Regions from separate parts of the Mus musculus genome. Here region 1 is linked to region 2. Evidence: chromatin contacts called from public Hi-C data. All regions are on one chromosome and are shown on one strand. Each heading gives the region's core, a stretch centred on a gene start, on an enhancer-like site or on the middle of the called end of the contact. The rest is flanking DNA. Distances are from core to core; before and after follow the strand shown. Region 1 overlaps Ptk2b (PTK2 protein tyrosine kinase 2 beta). Region 2 overlaps Ptk2b (PTK2 protein tyrosine kinase 2 beta).

Region 1 (3,628 bases), core at 792-3,291, 99 kb before region 2:
AAGAGGTTCCCTGAGTCTCATCTCCTAACTGCACTCATCAAATGGGAAAAATAGATTTCTTCCTGGAAGGACGATGTCTGTTCTATTCCCTCTTCAGCACTGACTTACGTTTAAATAAAGATGTCAGATCTTTGAGACGGAGTAGCCAGTGTTAAAAATCTGGGTGAACTCAAGGCAAACTCTGACTCAGCAGATGGGGGTGGGGGGAGGCGCTACCTGGTCAGTGAAGAGCTGGAATATTCTGACAGAGTAGCTTACCATGGGAGACTAGTGCTCTAGTTCCTCAAAAGACAAGCCAAGCCGGGGGTATGGTGTGGTGGGTTTGGGGGTGTACAAAGAGAGGGTATTTGTGTTTCATGGACTCCAAGGCTGATGTTCTAATGGTGGGCCTGGGTAACCTGTCTAAGATTGCACCATTGACTTTCTCATCAACCGAAAAGGCAGGTGAAGGTTGATAGATTCTGTTATGCATAAGTGATTCCAGGCCTGGCAAAGAAATGGAACCTCTGATGTGCCTGTCATTTTCCTGGATAGGTGAGTCAGGAGGCACTGATGTGGGGCCCAGGGCCGTGAAGTCACATGAGGACTGAAAGAATGCAGGACATGTCAGAGGCTACAAAGAGCCACTGTTGTCTCTCAAGCCTTATTCATGGCTCGTTCCTTGACCAGGGAGCTGTTTCGTCATCCCAAGTAGTCTCATTGCCTCTTTCTTCTTCTCCACCCGATGATATCCTTGTCTTCTTCCTACCACACCACCTTCATGAAGCCCTCCTGGATCTCCTTTTACCTGGGTCAGAGAAGTGCCAACTCTAGAGGCCACAACAGCTTGAGTGAAGGCAAACACTCTCCTCCCTCAGTCTCCGAGGAAGCCCTCAGAGAACGGAATTTTTAAATCCATTCTCAGCCCTGGCTGGGTGACTTAGACAACATCTGCCATTCATTAAGTCCCCACATATCTCATAAAATTCCATTCAACATACAATTAAGTGTAGCTCACTGCCACTCTGGAGTTGGGGTGGGGTGGGGTGATTAAGTTGTCAGTTTGGACACAGGGAACCATGACATGCGTTGGTAGACTTGAGCCTTGATAGTCCCGTGTTCTGTGTGTAGATGGGAAAGGGCTCAAGGAAGAGACGCTTTGGAGCAATTCCAGTGGGATACTTTGCTTTCTGCTCCATGATGATGTGGGGGGGGGGGGAGAGTAGTTGTCTCTTATTGTTGAAAAAACATGGGCTAGGGCTGTCACTGTGGAGAGCGTGGGGTAGGCTGCTCTAAACTGCTCTCCACTCACACACTCTCTCCTTAAGGGGAATGTTTTCCTCCACCTCACCAACTATTAGATGGGTTTCCTCCAATGACACCATCTCTTATTGCTAAAGGACTGGTCCCCTTGCTGTGCTGCACTCTCAGACACCTGGAGCTAGAACTTCCATAAAGCATACAATGACCCTCAATGACAGGGGACCCCCATCCCCCAGAGTTTCTCCTATCTAAGTGCAGCACAGAGAGTCACTTCCTTTCCTCCTTGTATGAAGGGAGTCTTCTAATGCATGGCCTCTCTTACTCTATGTTTTGGAGAAATGATTCTACCACTGCCTTGAAAGTCATAGCTGGAAGTGGAAGTAGACAAAACACTATCTATGACCCCCACCCCCCAGGACAGGGTCTCACTATGTAGCCTTTGCTTGACTGAAACTCACTATGTAGAAAAGGCTGGCCTCAAGCTCAGAAGTCTTTCTCCTTCTGCCTCCTTAGTGCTTAGGGATTAAGGGGCTGTGCCACCATACACAGGATTATGCCAAGACCACTCCATCAAAGGAAAACCAACAGAGCCCACTTCTCTTCCCATTCCCCTTTCCCACTCTTCCCCAGCATGCAGCTCTCCAGCATGCACAGCTCCTAGAACTTCAGCCTTGTGCATCATCTCAGTGTCGTTGCCTAGTAACAATATGCTTAGCAACCAGTAAAGGAAGTGTGATCACACCTCTCAGCATTGTACATGGAGCACTGCAGACAATACAAACAGCTCCTGATTTCTCTCTGCGGCTACAGGAAGGTAACTTTCAGAGGTGGCCAGCGTTCTGCTCTTGAGATACAGTGCTCACCATCCAGGGGCCCACATTGGTTGTTGTTTGGCTTTTACTTGGCATTGGATAATATCTTTGTGGGGGCGGGTGGGTAGGTGGTTCTTGAAGGGCCGGATCTCTCTGCTTGCACTTGTTCCCAGGATGCCTCTGATGCAGTCAGGGCAGCTTGCAGAATCCTCTCTGCTCCCACGCAGCCCTCCCTGCACCAAGCCTGCACCCCTGCCCCCAGTCACTGTGTTCCCCACATCCTCTTCCATTTGGAGATGATTCTCTACACCCTACCATTTACCTGTCAGCTATTGCTCTGCCTGTGCCTAGAGCAGTAGCTCTCAACCTTCCTAATGCTGCGACCCTTTAATGCAGTTCCTCATGGTGTGGTGAGCCCCTCCCCCAACAACAACAGGATTATTTTGTTGCTACTTCATAACTGTACTTTTCTGACTGTTATGAATCATAATATATGATATGCAATATATCTGATATGCAACCCCCAGAGGAGTCATGATCTAGAGGCTGAGAACCACTGGCCTAGAGTCTTTGTCTTTCAGACACTCCAGTCTCAGTTTCCCATGATCTTCATGTCCTTCCCCTCTCTCTGCTCTTACATGTATATGCATCCCATCCTGATTCAACCTCTGGACCAGACATCACACAAGTTGGGGACAAGATTGGTAGCTACCTGCTCAGGCTCAGACTCTCTGGCTGGCTGTGCCGTCTGCTAATCCACAACACCCAAGAATCTCCAGTGAAGTCATAATAATTCGCTTTTTGATAAGAAATCCCAGAGACTGCGCCCTTTAGCCCTGCTGTCTCTTAAGCCAAACCCAGCTTCTGGTTGGCGTCTCAGGACTCAGGGTCCTGCAGAAACCAGAGGAGAGCTGAGCTGCACTGCTTGGCAGCTGGGAAAGCAGGCTCAACAGCCATGCGTTCTCTCCTTCACCTTGGAATTGGACCCTTGAGTATAGGACTTGACCTGTCTATTAGAAGAGCTGCTTGCAAGGCCCAAAGAAGATAAATGCACTGATATACTCTACACACCCTGAGCCTCTTTACAGATTTTTGAGAGAAGAATTTTCTTGGGGAAAAAAAATCTGGTCTTGTTTTTGCCGTGAGATGGAAAAAGATAGCTAAGACTGAAACAGATACATGTCAGTCACCCATTCTTTGATGACCTTGGTGGCAACATCAAACCCTTTTAAGATGCTCTATCTCGAAGCTGTCAGAATAAATTATAGCCACACTTCTACCTTTTCTTTCCTTGGGCCCCATGATTAAGGTGGCTAGGTGGCACCTAGTTAGGACTTTAAGAACATTTTACAGGCCTCTTCTAATTCTGGCTGGGGAACAAAAACCAAATGAGTCAGAAGCTAACCAAGGCTGAGTTGAGGTGCTGAGAGAGCAGTCCCTGAGGTGGGTGTTTGGGGTTTATGTCACCTGTACTTCCATGGCAATTACGTGGTAGCTGGGTGAAGGGCAAATTTGCAAATGCAGGCTTTCTGGAGGCAAGAGGTGGCAAAGCACACTCCATAGGTGGTTTAGAG
Region 2 (3,324 bases), core at 663-3,162:
GCTCCTGTTTGTAGCAGCTAATTGTCATCCTCTCGCCTTGTCCCTGTGCCTTGTGCTTCTTTGCTTCTCATGAATAGGTCCCTGAGGGTCTGTGTGCCAGCTCTCCTACGCTTACCAGCCCTATGGAGTATCCATCTCCAGTTAACTCGCTACACACCCCACCTCTCCACCGGCACAATGTCTTCAAGCGCCACAGCATGCGGGTAAGAGGACTCTGCATGCTGGGTGTCAGCCTCACCACGGAGGCTGCTGGAGGGAGGTGGCCTGGGAAGTGCTCCGTGGTTCCGTGTGCCAGTCAGACTCCTGAGAACCTCTGTGGCCCTCTTCCCTTTGCAAACATATCAGCTGGACCGACCCGGTTTTTTTGTCCAGACTGGTGCTGTGGCCAAGGATGGCAGATTCTCTTCCTTTCCTGGGTCTCAGGAGTCAGGTACAATAGGCAGTGTAGAGGCTTGTGGACAGAGGGCCTGGGGTTGCTATGGAATAAGGGATGCTGGAGGTGCCTCCCTGTGCTGCCTTTCTGACTGGTGGCTTTGGTTGCTAAATCTATCCCTGGAGGAAAGACTTCCTCATGGTGGCTTTCCCTGCTGCTTTTGTGATTTGGGATTCTGGGTATGAAGAATAGAGACTGGTAAGAAAACAGGCTCATGAACCAGCTCACTGCAGCCTCTTTGTCTCCAGTGAAGCCCTGGAGGCTTCCTGGGCCAGAATGTCAGGTCTTCTGCGCTGAGCACTTGGCTTGTGAGCAGGTGTCCACCCCCAACATCAAGTTGCTGTAAGCACTTGATATATTTTACTAAGTTATGAAACAGACTGAAATACTCACCGTTTCCTCTCTTGCTCTATATGTATATACGTTTCAGCCTCAAGATCCATAACTCTAAAGCTTTTTGTGGGGAAAAAAAAATACATGTTCGTTAGAACACATTTGAGAAATGTAGGCAATTATTTGAATATGCTTCTGTGCTATTATTCTTAATTTAGCAAAAATTTGAAATGAGCATAATTTAGAATTCCAGGCAGCTGAGGTCTGTTATGAAGTCAAATTTCTTCAAACTCACTCTGTTTTTCTCTCTTACATTAATTTCACCAATTTCGGTCTTCATGTATGATTAACCATAATTAACCCACAGTTTTAAACATGTGCTCTAATTTAGGCAATGCTCACCACCACCCCTGCCCTGGACTCTTTATTCATAGTTATTAAGTTTTGGAGAGCTTTTTTAAAAAATTGCATTCGTTCTTTCAGAAAGAGGCTGCTTAGTGCCTGTGGGGGGCAGCACTGCCATTGTCTGGGCTGTGTTTCACTGCCAGGACTTTTTTCAGTTCCATAAAGACAGGCTGTGCAGGTCTTTTGTGGCAGGCGTTTAGAAGTGACTGTCATAAAGGAACTCTGAAAGAACATGAAGAGTTCTTCTTTAAATACATAAAAAAGAAAAAGTATAAACTCCATTTTATGGTGTACGTGAGACAGTCGCTTGCCAGTGCCATGCTCACGAGATAACAGCTTTCCCACGAAGCATCTGAAAGCATTTAACAAAAATTCGGAGATGGCAAAATCATTTCCTGTATAGTGTGGCTCCTCTGGGAGTCCGGTGGAACGTCGCACAAGGATGATGATAGTCATCCCCCCACCCCATATCCCAATTCCATAACGAGGTGCAGCAGGGTGCTGTCCTAGGTGCTGAAGGAGGAACCAGGAGGCTTTGCCTTCAGGGCACAGGTGCACACTCACCTGTATCACCTAGGGAAACGTTGGAAAGGGACAAAACTGGAATGTGGGAGATGTACAAAGAAGAGGCTGCTATAGGAGCCAAGACTAAGTGGCAGAAAGCTATAGGGTAAGGGGTGGGGCCACTGCTTTGCTATGAGGCAAGGGGGCGGGACTATGGTTTTGCTAGAACAAGGAAGGTTTTATGCGGAGGTGTAAATGAGGCAGGAAGGATGAGCGGCAGCAGTTACTGAAAACAACTCAGGAGCACCATTCTGTAACGCAAATCCCCGATTCCTTCCAAGAAGTGTGGGTGTCGGTTGCCTAGGGAGAATACCAGAATGTAAAGAAGTTCAAGGTTTAAACGTTATTATTGAAATTACTGGAGCTGGGACAATGGCTCCAAGGATGAGGCACTTGCTGTGCAAGCATGAAGACCAGAGTTTGGATCCTCCCACTCACCTAAACGCTGGGTCAGCATGCTGGTTCACCTGTAATTCCAGTTCCTAGGAACCGAGAATTCTGGGAGCGAGGTGGCCAGGTTGATTAATCCGTACCAGTGAGTTGTCAGTTCAGCTGAGGGAGATACCATGCTCCAAGGGCGTGAAAAACAGTTGAGGAAGATGCCTGTCTCAGCCTCCAGCTGCCACACACACATGCTCCCACAACACACACCAACACACATACATGCACGTGTGCACATACATACACAGATTAAGAATAAAGCAGAAAGCCTCTACCTTTATCCTTTAGTTTTATTATGTAATTAGAAGTCATCAGAACAAGCTTTCTAGCATTTGTTTGCTAATAAATATTTGCCAAGGTCAAGCCTGGGGTATACATCACGTATAACCTGTGGCAATCTCTTATGACAAAACTATATAGAAGATTTTGGAGTCCAGTAACTTGTCCTATCAGTATTTAATATTCCTCGGTCTCTATATTTTCTTTTATATTTCTGACCCTGAATTGAAAACTTTTGACACTTAGTTCTACCATTTATTAAAAGCCCAAGGTGACCATAGACCTGCATTGAGTTTAACTGGGGATATTTTTAACTTTAAAATGCTTACCTTCATTTTTTGGGACATTTGTGTCTTAGTCTGTTATTTTGCTTCTATAACAAAATACCTGTGGCTAAGTGCTTCACACAGAAAAGAGGTTTAGTGAGTTTAGTTTTTAGTGCTAAGAACATGGACAGGCACCCACTGGGCTCCACTGAAGACCTCCTGGCCCATCATACCATTGTAGATAGCATTGTGTTAGGGGCATAAATAACTCTTTATATTAGTCATTTAGCCCTATGAAAACAGAAACACGTGGTTTTTAAAACTGCTGTTCTTCCAGCATCCAGCTTTATGCCTACCACACAGTAGCTGCTTAACCAATAGTTGCTGAATGGATTGGATGAAGAATATTATAAGAAATAAACACCGAGACTTGAATCTATATTAATGATGGGCAGTGTACTCCAATTCAACTATTTTAAAGCTATAGTGTAATGATCAAGCCTGTTTTATGGAGCTTAGTGGGAAACTTTTCAGAGGCCTGGCAGAGACATGACTTGTTAAAAGTAGATATGACTTTTTTTTTAACATTTTCTTTGAGCACCC

The links. A called contact is a pair of places that touch in the nucleus more often than the background predicts.
Region 1: a contact with region 2 is called in a Hi-C map of forebrain, with 2.3 times the contacts expected there. The contact joins two enhancer-like sites. A contact is called at or near these places in 2 of 15 datasets of contacts at CTCF or cohesin (CD8 T cells and the NIH/3T3 cell line), 6 of 484 Hi-C or Micro-C datasets (the G1E-ER4 cell line, bone marrow-derived macrophages, cortical neurons and 3 more), 14 of 115 datasets of contacts at active chromatin or transcription factors (CD8 T cells, the HPC-7 cell line, bone marrow-derived macrophages and 8 more) and 3 of 9 other capture datasets (adipose tissue, liver and pancreatic islet).

What each region holds. Positions count from the first base shown.
Region 1 is chr14:66,259,039-66,262,666 of GRCm38.p6, reverse strand. The region is part of intron 1 of Ptk2b (PTK2 protein tyrosine kinase 2 beta); the gene reads left to right. Among named protein-coding and RNA genes, the nearest start is that of Ptk2b, 20 kb to the left of the region's middle. Within about 2 kb of position 2,041, at least 88 of the 459 cell types and tissues checked have an H3K27ac peak or open chromatin away from gene starts, as enhancers often do. A contact at or near this core is called in cortical neurons and forebrain, where this site is marked.
Region 2 is chr14:66,159,904-66,163,227 of GRCm38.p6, reverse strand. It overlaps Ptk2b (PTK2 protein tyrosine kinase 2 beta), which reads left to right. Exons shown (of 31, transcript NM_001162366.2): 24 at 78-203. Among named protein-coding and RNA genes, the nearest start is that of Gm52098, 17 kb to the left of the region's middle. Within about 2 kb of position 1,912, at least 13 of the 459 cell types and tissues checked have an H3K27ac peak or open chromatin away from gene starts, as enhancers often do. A contact at or near this core is called in cortical neurons and forebrain, where this site is marked.